3 separate regions of the Zea mays genome follow, and all the other regions are linked to region 1. The links are chromatin contacts, called in public Hi-C maps. All regions are on one chromosome and are shown on one strand. The core of a region is the stretch at or near the end of the contact, and the rest is flanking DNA. Distances in the headings are between cores, read along the strand shown.

Evidence for each region. A called contact is a pair of places that touch in the nucleus more often than the background predicts.
Region 2: a contact with region 1 is called in a Hi-C map of leaf, with 2.7 times the contacts expected there. The contact joins the promoter of LOC542319 here to the promoter of LOC100280481 in region 1. A contact is called at or near these places in 14 of 25 Hi-C or Micro-C datasets (bundle sheath, ear, endosperm and 4 more) and 1 of 3 datasets of contacts at active chromatin or transcription factors (leaf).
Region 3: a Hi-C map of ear shows a contact between it and region 1, with 2.5 times the contacts expected there. The contact joins the promoter of LOC100273794 here to the promoter of LOC100280481 in region 1. A contact is called at or near these places in 3 of 25 Hi-C or Micro-C datasets (ear, endosperm and tassel).

What each region holds. Positions count from the first base shown.
Region 1 is chr2:84,665,689-84,668,388 of Zm-B73-REFERENCE-NAM-5.0, reverse strand. LOC100280481 (lactoylglutathione lyase) reads right to left here and starts at 1,268. Exons shown (of 8, transcript NM_001153401.2): 1 at 1,137-1,268; 2 at 902-1,036; 3 at 140-201. The coding sequence starts at 1,208.
Region 2 is chr2:84,818,923-84,821,787 of Zm-B73-REFERENCE-NAM-5.0, reverse strand. LOC542319 (acetyl-coenzyme A carboxylase) reads right to left here and starts at 1,292. Exons shown (of 33, transcript NM_001111903.1): 1 at 1,055-1,292; 2 at 540-597; 3 at 1-58. The coding sequence starts at 1,256.
Region 3 is chr2:84,427,343-84,430,083 of Zm-B73-REFERENCE-NAM-5.0, reverse strand. LOC100273794 reads left to right here and starts at 1,286. Exons shown (of 11, transcript NM_001360446.1): 1 at 1,286-1,431; 2 at 2,059-2,106; 3 at 2,322-2,368. The coding sequence starts at 1,365. It also overlaps the pseudogene LOC103646642.

The sequences.
Region 1 (2,700 bases), core at 19-2,518:
GTTTTTTTCTCAAGAACATCCCACTCAAGAACATCCCTACATTTACAGGACAAAACTATAAAGAACAGATATGAGCTGTTATTGTTTTTTTCTCAGCATGGATATATTATTTGGAGGAAGAGAAAGAAATTAAACTCACGACATGCCCATCACACGTGAGTAGAAGTCAAGGCTCACTTTTGGGTCCTTCACACGTAACATCTGAAACAAAGAACATAAATTTTTGTGATCATTACCTCGGCAAGTACAACATCAGAAATGCTTATGGGGATAAGCTGGCCCACCAATGGTTAATTCCAAAACTACGGAATGATTTTAGTTTAGCAAACAAACAGGAATAGTAGCAATACAAGCCTGTCAGATATTTACAATCAAGGGCCCATTTAGTAGCATTCCTAAGCATCAATTTTTTGCAGAAGTCGGTATCCATGTATATTCTTCCTTTTCTTAATATAATGATACGCAGTTCTCCTGCGTGTTTGAGAAAAAAAATGATGGTGATTTTGCCAGCGCCCACAGGATTTTGCATATATGTGCTTAGTTATTTGTGATGTCTGGCCCTTGTAACAAAGTGAGCTCAGAGTTGGATCTGCTTCAGAATTGAGATATCCAGATTGTTTGACAGGTATCAAATGCATTATTCATCAGATACATTTTTTCTTTGCATCCCACAAGACAAGAGCAGCAGCAAATTTGGATTGGGACGGGATGGGGGAGCAAATAGGATATAGAGCACAGCAACTACTGACTGATTATCCCACTGCTTATGAAGTGCGCCACGACTACTTATGTGAATCCACACATCGAGCACCAAAACTGGAAACCCGAGCTGAATAGCACGCACATGTGCTTGATAAACACACTCCCTCGGTGAAATAGACAGGAGTAAAGCTCGCGTTACCGTTTGTTGCAAGAAGTAGCCTTTGGTGGCGGGGTCGACCTCGGTCTGGAGCCCAGGGTTATTCGCTGGCGCCTCCTTTGGTCCTGAGGAAGTCGCCATGGCGGCGGGCGCGAACCGGCGAACCCGATCGAATCTCTACGAAATCAAGAAAATTCCCAACGGGGAATGGTGAGTGAAACCTGAGCGAAAGTCACCATAATCATCAATCCAAATCCTCCAGTACGGAACACGGGACCTTGAAGTGCGACGCGCTGGGAATCAGGCGGAGGAGCGTGCAGGATGGGGAGAGGAGCGATGCACCAGCCATGGCAAGAGCACCAGGATATATAAACCTATTTTTATATAAGATTATCTATATGAGTAAAATACATTTCCCGTCTTTAAAATTGTTTGTCATCCCCATCTACAAACTTTTAAAATGTGTTAGTCCAATCCTTAATTGTTATTCGGATCTCAGTTAGATCCAAGCGCCTCCTAACATGGCATGTCTTTCTAAGGATAAAAACGGGACGGATACATTCGGATACATGATCATCTCGTATCATACCTTAATGTATTTCTATCGGATACGAGACCAGATTCGGTTATTTAAGCTTCGGGACGGATACAGGACGGGACCGGTTAATAATACGGGCGGGTAAGAAACGGATAACGGATACTACTCGGGTAGGTACCGGATAATTGTCGGGTAGTTCGTCTGATGATATTAATTGTCCAACTATCCATAAGTTAAGTAATACATAATTATGTATATGATAGATTAAATGTAAGAAAGAAAACCAATAAAATTGACATCATGCAGTTCAAAGTTACTTATCACAAGGACATTGTAGAACAACACCGCAATATTTAAAATTCATAGAATATTGTAGTTTCACTCAAAAATTGCAAATAAGTTACAAAAACTAATAAAATTTTATATGAAGATAACTCAAGTCCCCGTATGAAAATAATAAAGTAAAGTACTGATTATGTTGAAACTTGGATACTTACATTGATTTCACATGTAACGCATACAGATAAGTGAAAGTGAAAGGGAAAAAACATGGGCATCTTATAGATTGTATGATCCAAACATTTTTATTGTTATATATGGACATATGCTGTGTATCCATAAAATTTCACGATTTTTTTAGGCTATTTCTGTATTATTAATTTCTTGTCATAGAAAATTATCAAAATACAATTAAATCCTTAAAATATTGTAGTATTGACCGAAAAATACAAATAAGTTACCAATACTAATAAATAGTCTATAAAAAGATAATCTTAAGTTCCCACGTGGAGATAACCTTAACCCCACACATAAAAATGATAAAGTATATTAATTTGATATAAATTTGGACATTTTTTCAATTATTTTGGTCTAAAAGATATGTTTAAACAAAAAATTGATGTATTACAAAGTTATAGATCTCTTCAAGCTCTACAATTTTCATATAAATTTTATCTTCATCCGATTTCATATGTAAAAGTTGTGATTTTATAACTATATTATGCAGAAAAAGAAAAAACGGGTACCCGAGTTTCGGTTACCCGTATCCGACCCGAATATCTGGGTATTTTTCGGGTAGTCCTCGCTCTGTATCCGACCCGAATCTGGATAGTGTATCTGTCCCGAATATAAAACTACTCGAATCCGTATCCGAAAAAACGGGTATTTACACTACCCGTATTCTGATACCCGACGGATATACCCGACCCGTTTTCATCCTATGACCTATGTCTTTCTTACTCTTGTTTTAATGTTTCTATCGGACCTCATATGTCATGTTTTTCTTCCTCCTCCCGTCCCCTCC
Region 2 (2,865 bases), core at 43-2,542, 150 kb before region 1:
ATTGATAATCCCATTCATTTGATAAGAATCTGTTGGCCCCCTAGGATCCTCAGATCCACTGGAAAAAGACAAAAAAAAAAGATTAGTATTGTTTTCACAACACTGACAATATGCATGGATGTCAAAAATAAACAAAGTTCAAATCAGCTTTGTGTCTATCATATATGTCCAATTTAGGCCAAGCATTTAAATTTTTCTCAAAAAATGCAGGCATTTACAGCAACAGAAGTCACAAATGTGTATGCAGATATGATTTATAATAAGTGACCATTGTCCAGCAAACACTGCAACTAATTCTTCAACATGAGCTATAACTACATCATATAACTGAACCAGAGCATTCACCATGCTCTAAATAACAGGTCCCTGGCTGTGTTGCAACAGTTACATCACATATTTTGCAGCATTTACTATGAAAGATTGAGCATACAGCACCAGGACATTAAGACAGCATTTCAGTATTAGCGAAGCTAGTATAAATAAGCTGAGAATATTTTCTTTTTCCAAAACAAACGTACGCAAAATATTGTAGTCCTTACTGTGAAATATCCACTTCGGAAGGTGCCTCACTTGGGAGGTCGATAATGCCAGCAAGACCTACATGCAGACAAACATTTGAAACTGAGCAGTGAGCATATCTATATTGGTACCTAGAATGAGGCTTCAAACATTACCATGTTAAAACAACTAAAAACTCGACCTACAGGGTAAGACAGCCCTTGGACATTGTATTATTAAGATCTTCTAACAAAGGTCAAGAAAACTCTTAAACCCCTGGCCCGCCGATACACAATGACATCGTAGCCTATATGAGGACGACCACGACCGGACTGTGCAGATTCGGGTGGGGGTGGGGGGGTAACCCTAGCCTAAAATTCGCTCCGACGGAAAATCAAACTCAAGACCTTAAGGAGTGGTACTCAGGCCACCTAACCAACTCAACTAGAGGCCCTTTCGCATGTTAAAACAAATAAACAACACCAGCCAAGAAAGAACTCTTTAATATATATTCTGTAGCAAAATTTTAGCTTGTATCAAAAGATATTCACAGTACCTTGACGAACAGACTGGCTGTGCTTTTTGGCATCTGATACCCCATCTCCGCCATCACGGAGTGAACGAGTACGGCTTTTCCTTCTGTTTAAGGGCCTCGATAATGAAGATGATGAGAATGTAGTCCCAGCTGAACTTCTCTGGCGATTAGGGAGTAGTGGCAAGGCCTTTGAGGCAGCTGCGGCTAATCCAAGCTGTGACATTGTCGTTCCGTGGCCCAGACAGCACAATTGAAGACCTTCTCAAACGCACAGTGCCATAAAAAGGGAAGAAAACTCCTGGAAAATCTGACAGAGGCAAAAGACACCATCAGAGCTCTAGCAGAATACTCTTAGGAAGTTTTGAATATCAAAGAAATGAAAGCAACATTATAATTTATAGGCCACTCGCTAAAAAATATTTGTGATGTTTCCAGTTTTCCTCTCATTTTGAAGGAACCTGCCATGTTGAGATCTTATCAAGTTTATTGGCCACCATTCATGAAGATTTTAGAAAACTATTTACTAGTGAAATATGTCCAAATATACAAAGGTCTCTTCCACTCAAACTTGCCAGAACCTTTTACCTATAATTATACTATGTTTCTGCTGTTTAGTTTTATTTTCCTTTTTTGTCATACGAAGCCCAAATGTAGTGCAAAATCTTTTTCAATGGAGATGGTTGTATAAGAAGGGGCCAAGGGGTGGCAGTGGCAAGGAAACCTCAACCTGAGCAGGGGGGATAATGAGTACACAACAAGGTCCCCAAATGGCAACAGGTTCTTTTTCTCATTCTATGAATCACCTATTTGGTTTTTTTATCAGAGCGATGATAAGGCTTCATGTGGCTTGTGAAAGTAAGATCAAGATCAAATTTCGTGGCTCAGACAGTAAGAAAATTGTTTGTTTGGAATATTCTCTCTGAAGAAAGTAAATCAAATTTTCTTTATACTAAATGATCACTGCCTTTCAGAAAGGTTTGTTTTTTCTCGAAAAAAAAAGTTGCAGGTAAAACCTCCTTTTCCTTGTGCACAGAGCGCTAAGAATGCAAAACATTGTTTTTTCAGAATTGAGATGTACAACAAAAGGATGTAATCTATATGATACATAAAAGAAGGTCATCAGTTACATGCAGGTATTAGACAACCAGGGGAAGCAAAAAGATGCACAACCACCAACCATCATAGAGTGCAATGTTACAGTAACCCACTTGGTAGAATGACACATGAGCAAAGACTAGCAGGGAACGAAGCCAAGTGCATTCCTTATGCACCCACACAAAGGAAAAGGTGTGCTTAAACCCTGATTCATGAGGTTACCTACTGATACTACAGCTTAATAAACCTTACCGCCACCTACCATTAGAATGGCACCTATCAATCTAGCATGGGCATGGGCATCCCTGAATAAACCACAGTCAGCAACGCTAGACACTAGCAGAGGCGGCCCAGAGGCTACCCATCCATCCTGCAGTGCAACAAGAGACAACCTACATTTAGCCCACGCAGCTGCCACAAACAATTGCGTAAGCCGAGACCATTCAGCCACCCCAGTAACCCTGGGGTTGCCATTGCCGTACAGGGCTCACGGAATTCCGCTCCAGTCGGGCGCATGCAAAACCCCGGCTTGGCGCTGACGAATCCATACCAAGCTTAAACCCTGTATGTACGTACCCACGCAGAGCAACGAACCCGGCACCCCGGCAGCAGCCAGGAGAGCAATGGCGGCGCGCGGTCTCACCAGCAGTGGCGCAGATCGGCGTGCAGCGCGCGGATCTGACGAGCTCCACTGGGCCGCGACAGAGGGAGCGGCGCTGGCGACGAGCCGGCGGAAT
Region 3 (2,741 bases), core at 37-2,536, 240 kb after region 1:
ATCTTACTCGGAGGGACCTGGGGCCCACCCGAGGGACCCGACATGCCCTTTTGGGAGCTCCGGACTTGTACGTACAGGGGTCCGGTGTCCCTCTGTGGAGGTCCAGGCCCGATGATGCATCGTGGGATGTATTATTTTTCCTTGCCACGTGGTGCCCTTAGACCTGCCCATGTGGTGGGGTCGGGTGCCGTTCTCCGTGTAGCCTGGAGGCGTCGTACGTGTACAACGTCTTCATACTGTAGAAGAGGGTACCCCTGATTTGGGGTACCGACATTGGCTATGTAGTATGTACCTTCTCAAGAACTGGGAGGCCTCAAACTCTGGCATCTCACAAGCTTCAGGCTGCCATCTGAATTTTTCATACGCGAAATCTTTTCGCTGGGTTAGTCTGCAGGACCAACTCTCTGAAAGCTACTGCTTACAACCAAACCCTGAGTATAGTGGTCTACGATTGTCAGAAACCACTTCCCATTCCTATACTCACATTCATCTGTAGGACAAAAAAGCGAACATAACATACAGATTAAAGCAAGATAACCTGTGCGCTAGCTAATGCACAAGTAAACTGAACAAGAAATAATCTTCTGGTTTTTGTGCAAAGGCAATATGAGAAATATGTAAATGAAAAAAACAAGCATATTTGTATGCTCGCATAAGAAATAAATTCATGGTTTTTCTAGCAGCCACAAAGATGAGTATACCTTTCTTGTTTGGGAGCAGGGCGGAGGCCCTCCTTTCCTTCTTGGCTGGCGGTGGCATGGACTGGCCAGCGGCTTCCGGGTCTCCGTCGTGGGGCGCGGCGGCGACGGACCCCGGCCTGACCATGCTGTCCTTCGCAGGCCCGTCCTCCTCCATCGTCGACGCTGAGGTGCGGCTCCAGGATTTCGCCGCGGGTCGCGTGGAAGCAGAGGCGACGGCCGCGAGCATCACACACGGACGGGGGCAGCCGATAGCACGGGATGCCGGGGCATCACGAGCGGGCGGGGGCACCGCGGCGTGCGTCACGGGGACGGGGCGGGCGCAGGGGCGGGCATCGCGAGGACGGGTGCGGGAGCAGGCGGGGGCACGCGAATCACGGGAGCGGAGCCACGGTGAAACTGGTGGTGAACGCCTACTTTGCTCTCTTATAGAGTAGTAAAGATAATTGGCCTTAACCTCGTTTGAGGCCGACTATGTGTCTTTTATTATGTAAAAATTCACGTGAATTGAGACAGACGAACAAGCTTTGCGTGCTATTTCAAACTCCACAAGTCTGTTTTTTGCAAATTCTGCAGCCTGCTGAGCACAGCCAGTTGACTCAAGCGCCATACCTCTGCTCCATAGTGGGCACCCGTGTGTCACGGGCACGACGAGATTCGGCGGGGATGGCGCGGTGGCGGGCGCGGCGCCTGCTGCCTCTGGCCACCTTCGTCACACTCGGCATGATCCTTGGTGAGCACTGAGCACGCACCGCGCCTCCATCTACTCCCCTCGTTTCGCCCCGCGGCTCCTGCGGCCCCTCGGTTTGCATTCTCTTGTCTCAGCTTGGCTTCTTGCTGGATCGAGTCTGAGCGTGGCTCGGGCTAGTTGGGGGAGGCGGCGGAATGTCGAGCATGCTTCTCTCCGGCTGCTCAGGTGCCAGTGAACTGTCAGTTTCCCCATTAAATCTGACGCATCTGTGTTCGATGAGCGTTTTGCGTAGGCGCGTAGGGTAAATCGCGGAAATTCGACTCCATTCAGGCACTACGCATCTACACCCCTCAGCAGGTTCACTTCGGAGCAGTTACAGTTTGCCGGAGTGGGGAGTGGATACGGCTTTAGTGTCTGTCAGTTTAATGGGGCATTGAATTGAACTTGGTGCCGAAGCATGGTTGCTTTGGGCGTCTTGGCATGCACGATGCCATGTGTAGTTTTTAGTGTTCTTCATGTAAATAGCTTCAGCATCTAGTTTAACAATGCTTCTCTTATCCTCAAATACTGGTTTCTTAACTCCAGCTAGCATTTACAAAATTGTGTACATTTTACATAATTTACTAATTTTATTTTAGTTGCATTTTGCTTCCTTTTCCCTGAACATAGGATCTTTGCTTCAGTTAGCACTTCTTCATCGACTAGATGGCTATTCAGGTATGTGTTCCCTCCCTATTTTGCTGAACTCCAATATGCATGCTTGGGTGTATTTTCTCATTTCTTTTGCATTACACTACAAATTCTGTCATTTTTGTTTCTATTTTGCAATATCAAATTATCTACCTGTTTATTCCCATGTATTCAACTTTAGTTTAGGTTCCCTTTGAGTGTGTGTCACTGAATTTTCTTTTTTTTATGCATCACAAATATAGTGCATGCAGATAGTGATCCAGAGGCTGTTCTTCTTCGCCTTGGATATGTAAGTTCTGGTTTCACATTCATGCCTTAAGTTGTATAATCTCCATAAATATTATGCATGTGTGAGGCATAGTTTTCTCTCTCGAACGCACAACGTTGTTGCCAGGGCCGAAGAGGGCCTGCTATAGGGCCGCTACACGGTACTGTAGCACGCCCCTCGGGTTGGTTAAATAAAGATAAGGTCAGATAAAGATAAGGCTAATTTGGGATAATATTAGAATTAGAGATAAGATTAGATCTAGTACTTAGAGGTCAAGTAACCCTCTCTATATAAGGGGAGGGATTGTATCAATTGAAAGTAAGCAAGAGATTAGAAGGAAATCCCTTCTCTCTTGCCGGCCGTGGGCAAAGCCCTACGGCCGGCCTCCCCAGCG